Linked DNA regions of Mus musculus: all the other regions are linked to region 4. A link is a contact called in public HiChIP or PLAC-seq and promoter capture Hi-C data. All regions are on one chromosome and are shown on one strand. The core of a region is the stretch at or near the end of the contact, and the rest is flanking DNA. Distances in the headings are between cores, read along the strand shown.

What was found. Promoter capture Hi-C pulls out the DNA fragments that hold promoters and counts their contacts. HiChIP or PLAC-seq counts read pairs in DNA pulled down with a chosen protein or histone mark.
Region 1: a contact with region 4 is called in a promoter capture Hi-C map of embryonic stem cells, with 5 times the contacts expected there. The contact joins the promoter of Arl14ep here to the promoter of Rcn1 in region 4. A contact is called at or near these places in 15 of 39 promoter capture datasets (the 3T3-L1 cell line, 3T3-L1-derived adipocytes, the C10 cell line and 9 more), 5 of 115 datasets of contacts at active chromatin or transcription factors (acute myeloid leukemia, astrocytes, embryonic stem cells and 2 more) and 1 of 9 other capture datasets (liver).
Region 2: an H3K27ac HiChIP or PLAC-seq map of embryonic stem cells shows a contact between it and region 4, with 7 times the contacts expected there. The contact joins the promoter of C130023O10Rik here to the promoter of Rcn1 in region 4. A contact is called at or near these places in 2 of 39 promoter capture datasets (hippocampal neurons and liver) and 1 of 115 datasets of contacts at active chromatin or transcription factors (embryonic stem cells).
Region 3: a contact with region 4 is called in a promoter capture Hi-C map of stem cell-derived epiblast-like cells, with 5 times the contacts expected there. The contact joins the promoter of Mpped2 here to the promoter of Rcn1 in region 4. A contact is called at or near these places in 5 of 39 promoter capture datasets (cranial neural crest, embryonic stem cells, hippocampal neurons and 2 more), 1 of 484 Hi-C or Micro-C datasets (embryonic stem cells), 3 of 115 datasets of contacts at active chromatin or transcription factors (astrocytes and embryonic stem cells) and 1 of 9 other capture datasets (embryonic stem cells).
Region 5: a contact with region 4 is called in a promoter capture Hi-C map of pre-B cells, with 5 times the contacts expected there. The contact joins the promoter of A930018P22Rik here to the promoter of Rcn1 in region 4. A contact is called at or near these places in 2 of 39 promoter capture datasets (the 3T3-L1 cell line and pre-B cells).

Annotation. Positions count from the first base shown.
Region 1 is chr2:106,972,964-106,975,663 of GRCm38.p6, reverse strand. Arl14ep (ADP-ribosylation factor-like 14 effector protein) reads left to right here and starts at 1,267. Exons shown (of 5, transcript NM_001025102.2): 1 at 1,267-1,392.
Region 2 is chr2:106,816,614-106,819,313 of GRCm38.p6, reverse strand. It overlaps C130023O10Rik (RIKEN cDNA C130023O10 gene), which reads right to left and starts at 1,256. Exons shown (of 1, transcript NR_169080.1): 1 at 1-1,256. All of the region lies in intron 4 of Mpped2 (metallophosphoesterase domain containing 2), which reads right to left.
Region 3 is chr2:106,691,790-106,694,489 of GRCm38.p6, reverse strand. Mpped2 (metallophosphoesterase domain containing 2) reads right to left here and starts at 1,309. Exons shown (of 7, transcript NM_001143683.2): 1 at 669-1,309.
Region 4 is chr2:105,398,068-105,400,767 of GRCm38.p6, reverse strand. It overlaps Rcn1 (reticulocalbin 1), which reads left to right and starts at 1,449. Exons shown (of 6, transcript NM_009037.2): 1 at 1,449-1,798. The coding sequence starts at 1,563.
Region 5 is chr2:104,121,415-104,124,114 of GRCm38.p6, reverse strand. It overlaps A930018P22Rik (RIKEN cDNA A930018P22 gene), which reads right to left and starts at 1,346. Exons shown (of 2, transcript NM_026634.2): 1 at 786-1,346. The coding sequence starts at 1,284.

The DNA of each region.
Region 1 (2,700 bases), core at 18-2,517, 1.6 Mb before region 4:
GGGAGACATCTACTAGGAAGGTAGGTTCAGCTTAAGAGCAAGTTTTCCCTTCCCAGACTCCTTCCAATGCCCCATTCAGTCCTAAGAGCAGAGCCTTGGTTAGGTTTGGCTGACCTCAATGGGTCTGACCTGCTTTCTGAGGCACGACAAAAAAACTGTGTAACTATTTATTGTTCCATCTTTTTCCTTCAGGTGCTGGCCAGAGCTCTCTAACTTAGCATTAGACTTCCTCCTCTTTGCGGAAGTTCCACCTCTCACCCCAAGGCTGTCTGCCACTGAGGCCGGTCATATTTATACTCTACATCTTCCTCTTTGGGACAACTTAAAGATTAACAAATTGCCTGCTCTTGGGTTTTCTTTTTAAAATTCTAATAAGTTGTCCTTGAGTTGTTCTGTTTTAGTTTATTCTTTTATTAATAAAACTAAGATCCCCAGGAAGGAACCCAAATTCCTAGGTTATCATATGTTGACTCTGCAGGGACACCCAAAAATTTCAGGTAATGCTGTCCTCCTTTTTAATCCTTGAGCTGACAAAGAGAACCGAACCCAGTCCTGCACTTCTAGATGACATCACTGGAGGTGGAGTTGATCCAAACACACCATATGTGTCAAATTCTCAAAACCAAGAAAACGTTATATTCATAGCCGCGTGGACTACCTATAGAGTTCTAGGGTCCAGCCTCAACTACCTGGCTGCAACCTTGTCCCAAAATTAAAACAAAAACTCACGCACCTCAAAACAACAATGATTACACCTCTTCTCTCCACCCCCAAAATGTAAAGGTTAATTTCCTGTGGTGTACCTTTTACTCAAAGATCTAGACTTTTTTTTTTTTTTTACAATATATAATAGAGAGAGCGTTTTAGAATATGTTTAGTTGGAATGGATCAAAAAATAAAATGTGAGACTTTAAATAAAAGGTCCATTCCTTGAGTTGCATTTAACTCTCCTCCAGGATTAGGGCTATCTAGGTGCGTTTGTTTGGTGTCCTGCACAGAACAGATTTGCAAACGAAGTAAAGGAAACCTGTGTTTGCTAAGGGCCTCCAAGAGCCTCCCAATTCCCCAACCTCAGGAGAGGATACAAGTTCCCCAAGGCGGGCGAGCAACTGAAGCAACTCTTGCGTTGGATTGAGTCATCCCCCCTTGTCCCCCGCACCCAGCCCTTCCTCCTCCGGAGGCCTCCGGGCTGGCTTCCGCTCTAGGCTCCTCCTGGTTCCTCTCCATGGTACAAGCGGTCTCTCTAGCCGCCCTCGCCGTCCTCTCGGTTTCTGCGCGGGGCCGGCGGTGGTGTGGAAAGCCGAGCTTGGCCTGTGCAGAGACGGTGCTTCCGGAGCCCAGCGGAGACCCGTGGCAGCTCAGGTGGACCGGGCCGGGTCGGGCCGTAGGGCTGTGAGTGGACTCTACCGATGGCACTTGAATGTGGGAGGCCGCGGTGAACCGGGAGGAGTGTTGGGAGGGGAGGCTTGTACGGCGGAAGGGGCTTGTAGCAGCCTGGCACCCGGCTCTACCCTGCACACAGTAGGTCCGCCACTGCATCAGATTGCAGGGTTTTATTTGAACCAGGGCCTCGCCACTGCTGAGCTTCATCCTCAGCTTCTTTGTGAGGACTCACTCGTGCCAAATGTCCTAAACTACCCTCCAACTCATCAAGCCCCTCCTGAGTAGCTCAGATTACAGAAACGAGTAACCAGGCCTGGGGCTTTTAAGTTTTGTTGTTTTGTTTTGTTTTTTGAGACAGTTTCTCTGTGTAGTCTTGGCTGACTTGGAATTCTCTATGTGGACGAGGCTAACCTAGAACTCACAGAGATCCGCCTGCCTCTGCCTCCCAAGTCTAACTTTAAAAACATTTTGTTTTATTACTTTATTTTGTATGGATGGATGTCTTGCCAGTATGTATGTGCCAGCAGTGCGTGGCTGGAGCCCCGACAGATCAGAACAGGGCGTCGGATTACCTTGAAACTGGAGTTACAGGATAGTCTGAGCCACCGGCGTGGGTGCTGGGAATTAACTTGGGTCTTCTGGAACCATCTCTCCAGACCGTCTTTAAAATTCACAATCTTCGCAGTTCTAACCGTGTGATATTTAGTTACGCACTTTGGTGGGTTGAGGGTTTCATTTGTTTCGTTTTGTTTTAAATTTTTTTCTACCCTAGTGCTGTTGATTATGTCTGATGAGTTGAGGCATTGGCAGAGAGTAGGGGCATTAATGAGTGAATCCCACGCGGGGTTGTGGTGGGGATCATTGCAGAGAAGTGGGATCCGATCACATCGATTTCAAGGAGAGTCTGCCATTTGGGACTCTAGGAATTTCTGACCTTGTGTTTATTCAAAAAATTTCTAAAGAGTAAAGTGTCAGAATTTGCTAATTAGAGAAGCCTTGGCTGTTGAGGGAATCCGGTAGTGCCTTGCCTTTGGAGCTTTGCATATAATGCACTAACAAGTAGCAGAGTATGGTGTTGCTGTAAAGCAGAAAGACTGGAAGTTTACTCTTTTACATAGGTTGATGGAAACCTCCGAGGTGAAGGAGGAATTAGTGATGCTTGAAGAATTGATACGAACAAGTGGGGTATACAGATGACTGGATCCCATGGTGGCTGGAGAATATGTGACCCCCGAGCCACCATACTCTGAGGAGGTTTTGCTGACTTGACCTGTGATTGGCCAAACTTGGTGGGCCTAGAGACAATGTAACTTAAAA
Region 2 (2,700 bases), core at 7-2,506, 1.4 Mb before region 4:
AAGCCCAAAGAGGGAAATTCTGGAACATGGGATCTCCTGAGGTTTTCTAGCAACTGAGAATGTTCTGGTCTTCCTAAAGAAGGAGCCATTATAGGATTGCTAGGTCCCAGTATTCGAAGGGGCTTTGACAGGAAGATCATAAAGTACTCAGTCGTTTTCAAATCTACAGTGTTTCACACTGAAGCATTCTAAGGCTAGCTCAAGTTAACCAAGTTAACCAGAAATCAGAAAGCATGTCTTCCCATCTTACTCGGTGTTCTATTGCTGTGACTACATACCATGACCACAACAGCTCTTATAAAAGAAAGCATTTAACTGGGACTTGCATACACTTTCAGAGGTTTAGTCCATTATTGGCAGGTTGGGACACATGGCAGCATGCAGGCAGACACGGCACTGAAGATGTAGCTGAGAGTTCTACATTAGAATCCAGAGAAAGCGCGAAGCATGAAGCGAGAGACCCTGGGCCTGGCTTGCATTTTTGAAACTCCCCAAAACACACTTCCTCCAACAAGGCCACACCCCTAGCCCTTTCAAACCATATTCAAACCACCACACCTGCTGGCTCTCCTTCTGCTCCCCCAGACCCTCCATGTATAAGTCAGGGTTGGGTGACAGGGATATACTTTCTTTTTGGAATTTCTGCACACTGTATATGAAGTATCATAAATTAGTTTTGCTCAGAGGTGGGAAGTATTGTTAGAAATCCAAACATTTATTTATTTTCCCAGAAACAAAAAACAAAACAAAACAAAACAAAAGACCTGGATTGAACTATCTGGAGACAAACAGCAACAAGGAGGCTTTGTCTGAGAGTCTGTCTGGCATCTGTTGCAGTCTGTAGATCCCATGAACACAACTCTTACAACGGCACACATCTGACCAGGTGCACCCTGAAGCAGTGCTGGGCAGATGGCGGATTTACGCTCCTCTTGGAGGGTGTCATGTTTAAGTTCAGGTGCTGTTGTACCTTCTTTGAATGCTGCCTTTCTCTGTCCAGTCAGACTATTCTCTTCTTGTGCATTTCTGCATCCCCTGACTACAGTGTAAGGCTTGGTCCTCTCCTTATCCCTCAATGGAAAAAGATCAACTCTGGGACTCTTGATTCTTGTCACCAGAGTTGTGTTCTTGGGAGCAGTGTGAGGTGGCAATGATTTCTGCTGAAAACAACCTGAGAGCATGCTTGTGGGACTGTAGGACAGGCAACCATTATAGAAAATGATAGTGTCACTTCGTAAGTTAAAGGTAGAAATAACATATAGTACCGCAAGAACTAAAACCAGGGCCTTGTGTGCAGGTGCTCATAGCAGCAGTACGCAGAATCCATATTATATGGTAACACCCTGAACCCATCAGCAGGTGAATGAGTAAACAAAATGTGGTATATGAATACAATGGAGTAGGTAAACGAATGCAGTGTATGTTAGGACCTGGGTAAAATAGTAAGGCCTAAATGGAATGTTAAGGCCTAGGTAACAGTTACCTGGCTAGCTTGCCATTATAAGGAAACTTTTTCATATCATTTTCTATAGCAGTTGCCTGTCCTATAGTTACTAGGAAAGCTTCTAATGCCAACCTGAATATCTGCTGTCTTATGCCCTTGGAAATCAATCACAATACAAGTCAGTAGGACGGTTTTGCATGGTTACTCACAATAAGCTTGGACCTGAACCAACCACAAACAACACTTCCTGCACCTGTGTATAAGCTTTTAGGGTGTAAGCTGCCCCTGGGAGGGACCCCAACATAAGAGAGACACCTGTACCAATATAAGAGACTATTTGGAACAAGACTTCCATTTTGAATGTAAACGTAAGACCCCCGTGAGAACTGACATCGTACTCGACAGAAAGAGACATGGACGTAGGTAACTGACATCGTGGTAAAGAAGTTAAGACATGACTGTTAGACAAGGCAAGTCCCTTGCCATAGTTGAATACCCCAACCAATGGAAACCAGATAGATGTACAAAAAGACACGTTCTTAAGGAAATCCCCTATCCCTAAATCCTGATTGTTGAAATAACTTGGCACAGATGTTTGTGGATTTTGGGTTTCAAAACCCTTAGGGTTTTAACTATGAATCACGGTTCAGTTCCTAAATCTGGCCCTGGCCCTGGGGCATAGGCTCAATAAACTATCTCTGTCTGACTGAGGTCAGTGTTTGTGGGGTGTGTGAGGAGATTCCTGGACCCTAACAATACACATATGTAAAACAGAATAGTATTCAGCCCTCAAAAGAAAGAAAATTCTGAGACATACTGCATCAGAACCCATTGAAGGAATCTTGTTAAGTGAAATATGCCCCAAACTGCCAAGGTCCAGCCTCAGCTAGGTCTAGGTTCCTGAGAGAAGGTTTATCAGTGCAAACAAATGATTGGAAGTCAAATCGTGGGTTACAAGCTGGCAGTCTATGTTCTGCTCAAGACAGCATTCCATATCGTGCACTCTCTCTTTGTTCTGCTCTGCCTGAGACAGCTTTCCAGACCTCTCTCTCTCTCTCTCTCTCTCTCTCTCTCTGTTCTGCTCGGGACAGCCTTTTCTGGCTATTCTAAAACCTCTTTGGTTGAGATAGCCAACTTTCTGTTAGAGAAAGCTCTCTCTGGTTGAAGCAGCGCTCTTTGCTAGTAAAAACCCCCAAAAGCTCTCTGAATAGCTTATGGGTTTTCTGACCAAAGTCAGAATAGCTGCTATTAAAAAA
Region 3 (2,700 bases), core at 60-2,559, 1.3 Mb before region 4:
TGGCGGAGAGCTCCGCGCTGGAGCGCTGCGCGCGCGGGCGGCCGGAGCACAAAGCTGCACCGAGCCGTCCGGCCACTGCACCTGGCCCCGGGCCGCCGCGGGCGCACAGGGCTCGGGCCAACACAATGCACCCGGGCCTAGGCCGGGGCAGCTGCGGCGCACGACCCTGGGACTTTCTAGTAAACAGATCTCGGACTCCCGGGCCCCACCCCCATCCCTTGCCCCGGGGCTTTGCCGCAGGCTTTCGCGGACAACCCCCTCCCCCTGCCGCCACCACCTTCCTGAGAAACCCGGCGGAGGAGGGGGCAGGGAGGTGGGGACCCCGAGAGGTCCGTGGCCGAGGGCTGGGGGGAAGGGAGAACAGGGGGCGAGATGGGGAGTGGGAAGAAGGACAGCTACGTAAAGAAATTCGCTCTCGCTTGTTGGGGGCTTCGGGGGAGACAAATCTGCTCTCCCCGGGTCCTCGAGTGTTCAGTCGGCCAACCTCAGGGTCGGCGGGGCCGCCGCGCTCCGCAGCCCCCGCGCCCTCGCACGCGCCTCTGACAAGGCACCTCTCACCCGGGCTCCGCTTTGTGTGTGCATTTTTTTTTCCCCTTCCTCTCGCGCCCGGCACCGGCCGCCTCCTCCCCCCTCCCCCGCCCTCCGCCTCCCTTCCCCGGGCGGATTACCTTTCCCGGGCTGCGCTCCGGGTCCCCGGGATGCCTTCAGCGCCCGGTGTGCGGGCGAGCCATCGCCAAGCAACCCGAGCCGGCTTGGAGCAGCGCTGGGGGCGGCAGGGGCGAGGGGCGCGGGCGGGCCAGAACCTTCGACCCCGGAGGTCCCCGCCGCCGATCCAGGGCCTGGGAGGGCAGCACAGGGGCGCGGTGCGAGCGGGACGCGGGGTCGCTGCGTGGGGAGGTGGAGAGGACCGGAGCAGCCTCGATCTGGGAAGAGAAGGAGCGAGGGGGCGAGGAGAGGCAGCGAGGGCGCGGCGAGCGAAGGGAGCGCGAGCGGTGCAGTGACAGGGACTGCCACTGGGGTCAAAGGAGCACAGCTCCAGGAAGCAGGGCCGCCCAGGCGCCGCTTGCTGTGAGCTCCCCGCTGGGACCCCGCGCCCTGCACGCCCCTGCCGTAGTTCCGGCCCACTCGAACCCCCCACCCACGCCCCGAGGCCGCGGGGTTTCCAGGAGAGGAGGGAGAGCGGAGGGCGAGGCCCGCAGGCTGCTGGTGCTCCCTGGGTCAAGCAGGCGGCAGGAAGCTGAGCTGCAAGTTCACCATCGTGTGTGATCAGCGTTAAAATGATAGGGGTCGGGGAGATGGGGGCGGGCCACTGAGCGCCAGGAAAATAAGGGAGCCCCCCAGATGGTCGTCTTCTGCAAAGAGAACACCAAGCCCCCGCCCCCCACTCATGAACCTGCCAGGCTCTGTCAGAGGTCCTGGCACAGCTCCAAAGCGCAGAACTCGCTGCAGGGGCAGGAGGAGCGACTGGGGCACTAAGATCTCACAAGAGGGGCGACCCCAGGGTCCCTCCACACTGCTGAACTGAGACTTTCCTATGGGGTATCAAGGCTTCCCTCTCCTAAACCCTCTCATAGAGCCAGAGGCACACACACCCCACTTTGGCTCTGTAATGTTGTTCCTGAGAAAGAAAAGGCCAACCCAGCTGGTGTTTTTTCACCTTCAAGAATTAAGACAGGTTCAGGATAAGAAGGTGAAGTCAGGCAAAGGCTTTAATTGTTTCCGCACCCACACCCCCGCGCCCCTTTGAATCACATTCTCCCTTTCCCAAAGACACGCTCTTCAAATAAATAAATAAATAAATAAATCGAAGTTACTCCAATTTTCTCTGCTACTTTGGAAACCTGGCGGGGAAGGGGAGCGGAACACTAGGATTTGTATGCAAAAGGAGGGCGGGGTAAGGATAGGAAAAGCCGCTGAAATGGTGGGACAGACGGCTTTTTAGAAAACTTGGTTGGCACGGCTGTCTGAAAGATGAGGTGGCCCTGTGATGTTATGCCACTGTCAGAGCCGAAGGATTTGGACGGCGACCAGATCTAATTCCTTTCTAGGAGTCAGATTCAAAAAAAAAAAAAAAAAAAAAAAAAAAAAAAGAAGAAGAAGAAGAAAGAAGAAAAGAAAAGAAAATCTGCATTCTCCGAAGGGAACACCAATGTATGTGCACGAGAGTGAAACCTGTGCTTTGTATACTACATGACAACTGACTAGACGTCCTGGCTGAAATTATATCCCCTAAAATTAAAAAGGAGCCGTTTCAACCTGGCCTGTAGCCTCTGTGCTGAGACTAATTGGTTTCCAAGGTCTGGAAAGGAAGGGAGAGAGGCAGAAGGAGCCCCTTATTTAAAGAAAAAAAAAAAAAAGATCAAACGGAATTCGCTTGAAAATATTTCCCTTTTACAATGGACTTTCCTGACACTTGAATTTTAAGTAGTCCATCTCTTCTGCTCAGGATGCAGAAATGAAGGGGAAATGGGCTTACTGATGTACTTTCATTGTATAGTGTGCCCAGAGTGTCAGTGCTTGCCTGATGGGCTGAGGGGAAAGGACAGTGCCTTCTCTGGCCAAGCACAAATCACAGCAAGTGACACTGACATTAAAGGATGCCAAAGATGAGGTGAAGGGGCAGTTTCATATTTTGCTGTCTTTTGGTTTTCAGCCCAACCATGAACACTGACTAGAAACTTGTTCTTTTAAGTTATTAGA
Region 4 (2,700 bases), core at 200-2,699:
CCCTGGCTGGCTCGTTTTCATTATGCCCTGGTTTGCATATGCTTGGCCCAGGGAGTGGCACTATTAGAAAATTTGGTCCTGTTGGAGTAGGTGTGGTCTTGTTGGAGTAGGTGTGTCACTGTGGGTGTGGGCTTTAAAACCATCATCCTAGCTGCCTAGAAGAGAGTTTTCTCCTAACAGCCTTCAGATGAAGTCGTAGAACTCTCAGCTCCTCCTGCACCATGTCTGCCTGGATGCTACCATGCTCCCAACCTTAATGATAATGGACTCAACCTCTGAACCTATAAGTCAGCCCCAATGAAATGTTGTCCTTATACAAGCTGCCTTGGTCATGGAGTCTGTTCACAGCAGTAAAATCCTAAGGCAGCCATAAATGCTTATGTGTATCAGGCTCATCATCTTATTTGGTTGACCGAAAATGATCTTAATAGAAAGATTCTTGCTTCTGTGCTATAATGTCTTGGTTTCCTTACTGTAAGGGCGAGAAGCTGACCTTTTCTTCAGAATGTTAGAAAGGTGGGGGTGAACAGGTGGTTTTGCAGCTTTTAGGGCTGGGGTTAGGAGGAGGCTTCTCTCTTCAACCACAGTTTCCTGGGACTCTTTAAAAGATTCGTCGACCCTCTGACATTTACATGCATTTTTGTGAAGAGTAAAAGGTTCAGACGGGCATTCTCAGTTTGTTAGACACTAGCCACGCGTGGCTATTTACATTTAAGCTCAACTATTGGCTTTGGACCGGCTCCATGTCAAGTATTCAGTGGCCATATAGAGAACATTTCCTTCGCTGTAGAAAGTTATATAATACAGACCATCACTAACTGGTATCATTATTTCGGATTTAATACGCTGATAGGATTTGAGACAGATAGTAGGTTTGTAAAAATGGCTTGCCAACATTCAGAAACGAAAGCTTTATATGATATCTCTGCTTCTTTTAGGAAGCCTTTCTGCCTCTCTCCCATAGGAGCTTGAAAGAACTTCTCCTTATTCACCCCGTCTCCTCCCACAGTCCTCTGGTGTTATCCCATGGATGTTAAGATTGCCTTCTCCCTAACCTAGGGGACCACGCCCATCCTGGCCTCCTTCCAGACTCAAGTGCTCTCCTAACCACAATGCAAATTGTTAACCGGACTTAAATGTTCATCTCTGGGCCAGCCTTGGGCTGAAGTTCGGGCTGTCAGCTGGAAGCTGAGTGGAAGCGCTGCTTTTCTAAAAGCGAAGACGAGCTATCACCCCAAAACATCTGTTGCATTTTCTCAAAGTACTTCTTTCCGGTCTTGCAGAGAACCCTCCAGTCCGCAACCCCCATCATCTGGACCCGCCCCTCGCAACGAGATAGCGGGGAGGGGCCGAAGCGAAACCGGAGCCCGGCGCCCACCACCCTGGCTGGCGACGTGGCTCCGCGGCCCCAGCCTCCCCCGGCGGCGCCGTGGCCAATGGGCGCGTGAGTGGGGCGGCCCGAGCCTCCTCGAGCCAGCCGGGCGCGCCCCTCGCTGGGGAGGGGACAGCGGCAGCGGCGCTGTGAGCCCCCACTGCCCCGCAGCCTCCCTTTGCTCGCGACCATGGCGCGCGGTGGCCGCTTGGGACTCGCCCTGGGGCTGCTGCTGGCGCTGGTGCTGGCGCTGCGGGCCAAGCCCACGGTGCGCAAGGAGCGCGTGGTTCGGCCGGACTCAGAGCTGGGCGAGCGGCCGCCCGAGGACAACCAGAGCTTCCAGTACGATCATGAGGCCTTCCTGGGCAAGGAGGACTCCAAGACCTTCGATCAGCTAAGCCCGGACGAGAGCAAGGAGAGGCTGGGGTGAGGCTGCGGCCCGGGCCGCCCGGGGACCACGCAGGGGCCCATGGCCACCTCAGAGGGAGCCACGCGGGACCACAAGCGCAAAGCGAAAGCGAAATCGCGCCAGTTGGTCTCAGGGGCGAGGCCAGAGCTGAGGCTCAGAGGCACAAAGTTGCCAGCGGGCGCTCAGACCCCCGTGTGGAGGTCGCCACCACACCCGGCCGGGATAGCTTCCCACAGGGAGGCGAGAACGTGGCAGAGGCCTCCGGAGCAGGGAGCGAGAGGGCCCGCCCCCTCATCTAGGTTTCAGCAGAAGTGACTGGAGTGAGCCAGAGTTTGTTGGCTGTGGCCTTTTAGTACCTGGTTCTTTCCCATAGTCCAGAGAGAGGCACTTGAGACTTGCTTAAAAACATCTCAAGATCAAACAAATGTGTAAGAGATGGAGAGGCTTGTTCTTGGCCTGTCTCTAAATCAGGCTGGATGTTCTTGTCCTCTGACCAGTCATCCCAGAAATCAGGTTTTTAAAGGGGCTCATTGGAGCAAGAGGTACAGAGCTGGAAACGGATTCTTTGGCCTCTGCTCCCAGCATTATGGGTGAAGAAGCACTCAGCTTTTTGGCAACTGATTGGGGGCGGAGGGGGCGAGAAAAAAAGAAAACCTGCAAAATGGCTATGGTGGGGCTTTGTGAGTTTAGCCTGGAATCAGGAAACAAACCCGGGCATCATCTCAGTACCCCTACCCTGGTGCCCAGGAGACACTTGACCGTTGTGCAGAGGGACTAGGAGCTAGTGAGGACCAGGTGAAGGCAGGGCTGTGGAGGAACACAGCCATCCTCCCTGTGGGCCACCAGAGCTTCCAGAACCTGCTCCTGGGGGAGGAGGATCTTCGAGTTCTGCTACAGTTGAAAAGAACACAGCCATCTC
Region 5 (2,700 bases), core at 97-2,596, 1.3 Mb after region 4:
AGAGGACCAATTTAACCTGTTGTGCTGCAGAGGTGAAATTATCTTTCCAGAGCCATGTGCCTTCCTCTAATAGTCCAATTCAAGCCTTAGAACAGGGGGTGAATCAGGATAGCCTCAGGCTACTAATTCCTGAGCAATTTAATTAGTCCTTCTGGAAATATGGCTGGCTCTAACTGCCTTACTGTCCGCTAGAGAGGCATCTGTTCATATACCAGAGGATTCCTGCTTACATCAGCACTTGTTCTGCTCTGATGTGGATCCCCAAAACCTCAGACTTTAGACCAGATGTCAAAGTCCAAGATCTTGTCCGAGGGTTTGGGGCCCAGGGAAGGGCAGAGGCCAAGGCTCCTCAGTGAATGACTGTGGGGCTTCAAGGTCTGGGCGATTCTTATGATCTCCTTCCACCCACAGACCCAGCTTAAGATTTGAATACTGAAGATTAATGTCTCTAGAGATAGGGAGCCTGTTGTGGGTGGAGCTCTAGATTACAGAAATGTGGTCTTACTGTGTAGGACTGCTAAATTTAAGAAGAGTGTGCTTCAGGTGTGAAGAGTCAGTGTCAAATTACTTCAAGGGCTAGCCCCTAAGGGTTTAAAACTAAAGGGCTTGAATAGCTCAGGTGTGTGGGGAGGCAGGGGTCGGTTGAAATTCAGCACGTGGGGGTCTGAACCTCTGGAGGACAGATATTTGGGGGTGGAACTCCTAGGGCTGGGGTCACATTCTGTTGCCTGACTCTAGGGGGCAATTAAGGCAGCTAGGATTGGGCTCGTTTGGCAGTCACGCACAGCGCTGGGAGTCGAAGCCGTCCCCAGTGATTGTGAGCAGCTCCAGCTCCTTAATCCGGATCTCTAGCTCGCACAGCTCCTCAGGGTGGGAGGCGGATGCGAGCCAGGGGGTCGTGGAGCCGGGGACCAGGGCCGAAGTTGCCATCTCGGGGCCTGGAGGCGGCGAGTAGAAGAAGCGCAGAGGCTCGTAGGGAATAGAAGCCAGGCCGGACGGCCAGGGAGGAGGACACGGGCGCTCGCTGGGGGGACCCAGGCCAGGCGGCGGCGGCGGCACCGTAGCTGGGGGTGCCAGAGGCAGGGATCGGACCCCCGCTACTCCTGCCACCCCGGCCGCCGGCGTCCCGCCCGCCTTCAGCGGCACGAAGAGCTTCTTCCAGATGTTAAAATCGCTCAGCGGAGACGACGAGATGCCCCGGTCGTAGAGCGACGGAAAGTAGAGGGGCGGGGCCGGCCGCTGGCTCATCTTGGGGTTCTGGCTGCCGCGCCGCCCCTTCGGCATCTTTTGAATGGGAGGCTGCGTGAGAGGAACCCCGCGCCGGGAGACGCGCGCCAAAGCCCCGTGTCTAGGAGTTCGGAGATTCCACAGGCCCCGCCCCGACGGAGCGTGGCCCCACCCTTCGCTCTAGCTACGCCCCTAGGAGGCGGAGCTCTGGAGAGCAGAGGCCCCGCCCCACGAGTCAGCTTCGGGCAAAGCTATCGTCCTTGACCTCTTTTGGTGCAGCTGCTGCCCTGCACTACCCGCCCCAAAATAGCCCAGGCACACTTTAGTCTCGGGCCCTAGACTCCTCCCAGAAGCCTTCAATTCTTTTCTGCTGCTAATACTGCACACAGAGTTGGCCGAGGCTGAGAGAGAAATTCAGCTTTCTCCTTTTATCAGGGAGTGGAAAATATTTCCTAACAACCAGACCCTTTGTCCTAGCAATCTTGACTCATTATTTAGAAACTGAAAAAAAATGTGTGGCTGACTTCATTCTCTACAGAGGGAGAAAAGGAAATTTTTCTGGTAAATGTAGAGATGCTATGGAATATTCTGGAAATGGGGAAGCAGTCTGAGTTTGTAATGACCCTGAGGCAAACAACTTTTTTTTTTTTTTTTTATGAAATGCAGTTTAATTCTCTTCTGAACACATAAGTTATCAGGAGCTGACAGGCAGCAAAACACCAAAAGGAAATTATGGGGCCCACCTCAAACACCACACCCATCCCTGAGAACTGGATGTTCTGTCCAAGAGACATGTACAGCTCATTTTTATGAACTATGAGCCAGTAACTAAGGAGAAGTCAATTTCCTTCAGGCTGCTTACTCTTTTAATGATCACCTGCAGGAATGAGCAGGGAGGGTTGGAGGTCATGGAAGCGCAGGCTCAGCTCCGTGAGCGAACTTGTGTATACAGATATGTGCTAAATACATGGGGTGGGGCAGCAAAAGATGGAGTCTGATATCCAGACTGCTAGTCTTGGGCAAGCAGTTTGACTTGGAGGAGAGGCTGGTTGTTTGCTTTTGTGTAACCCAAGTTGGATTAGAACTTCCCATGTGGTCGGCCACATAATTCCAGCAATCCTCTTGTCTCTCTTACCTGGCAGGCGTCAGAGACGAGCATCACCATGCCTAGCATGTCGCTGGACATGTACATGTTTTCTCTCTTTTCCTTTTTAAGTTTTATTGTGTGTGGAACCATGAGTGTGTGTGTGTGTGTGCACTCAGATGCCCACAGAGGTCAGGAGGATATGGGTGCCGGAGACTGTATCAGATCAGGGTCTTCTGCAGGAGCACTCAATGCTCGTACCGGACTAACCCATTTCAATAGCACTGTTTAGTTGTTTGTAAAATAGGTCTGAGCCCCTCCTCCACCTCCTGCATCAAAGAGCAAAGGATATTTTATTACTCAAACAAGAGGAACCTGAGCTAAATGAT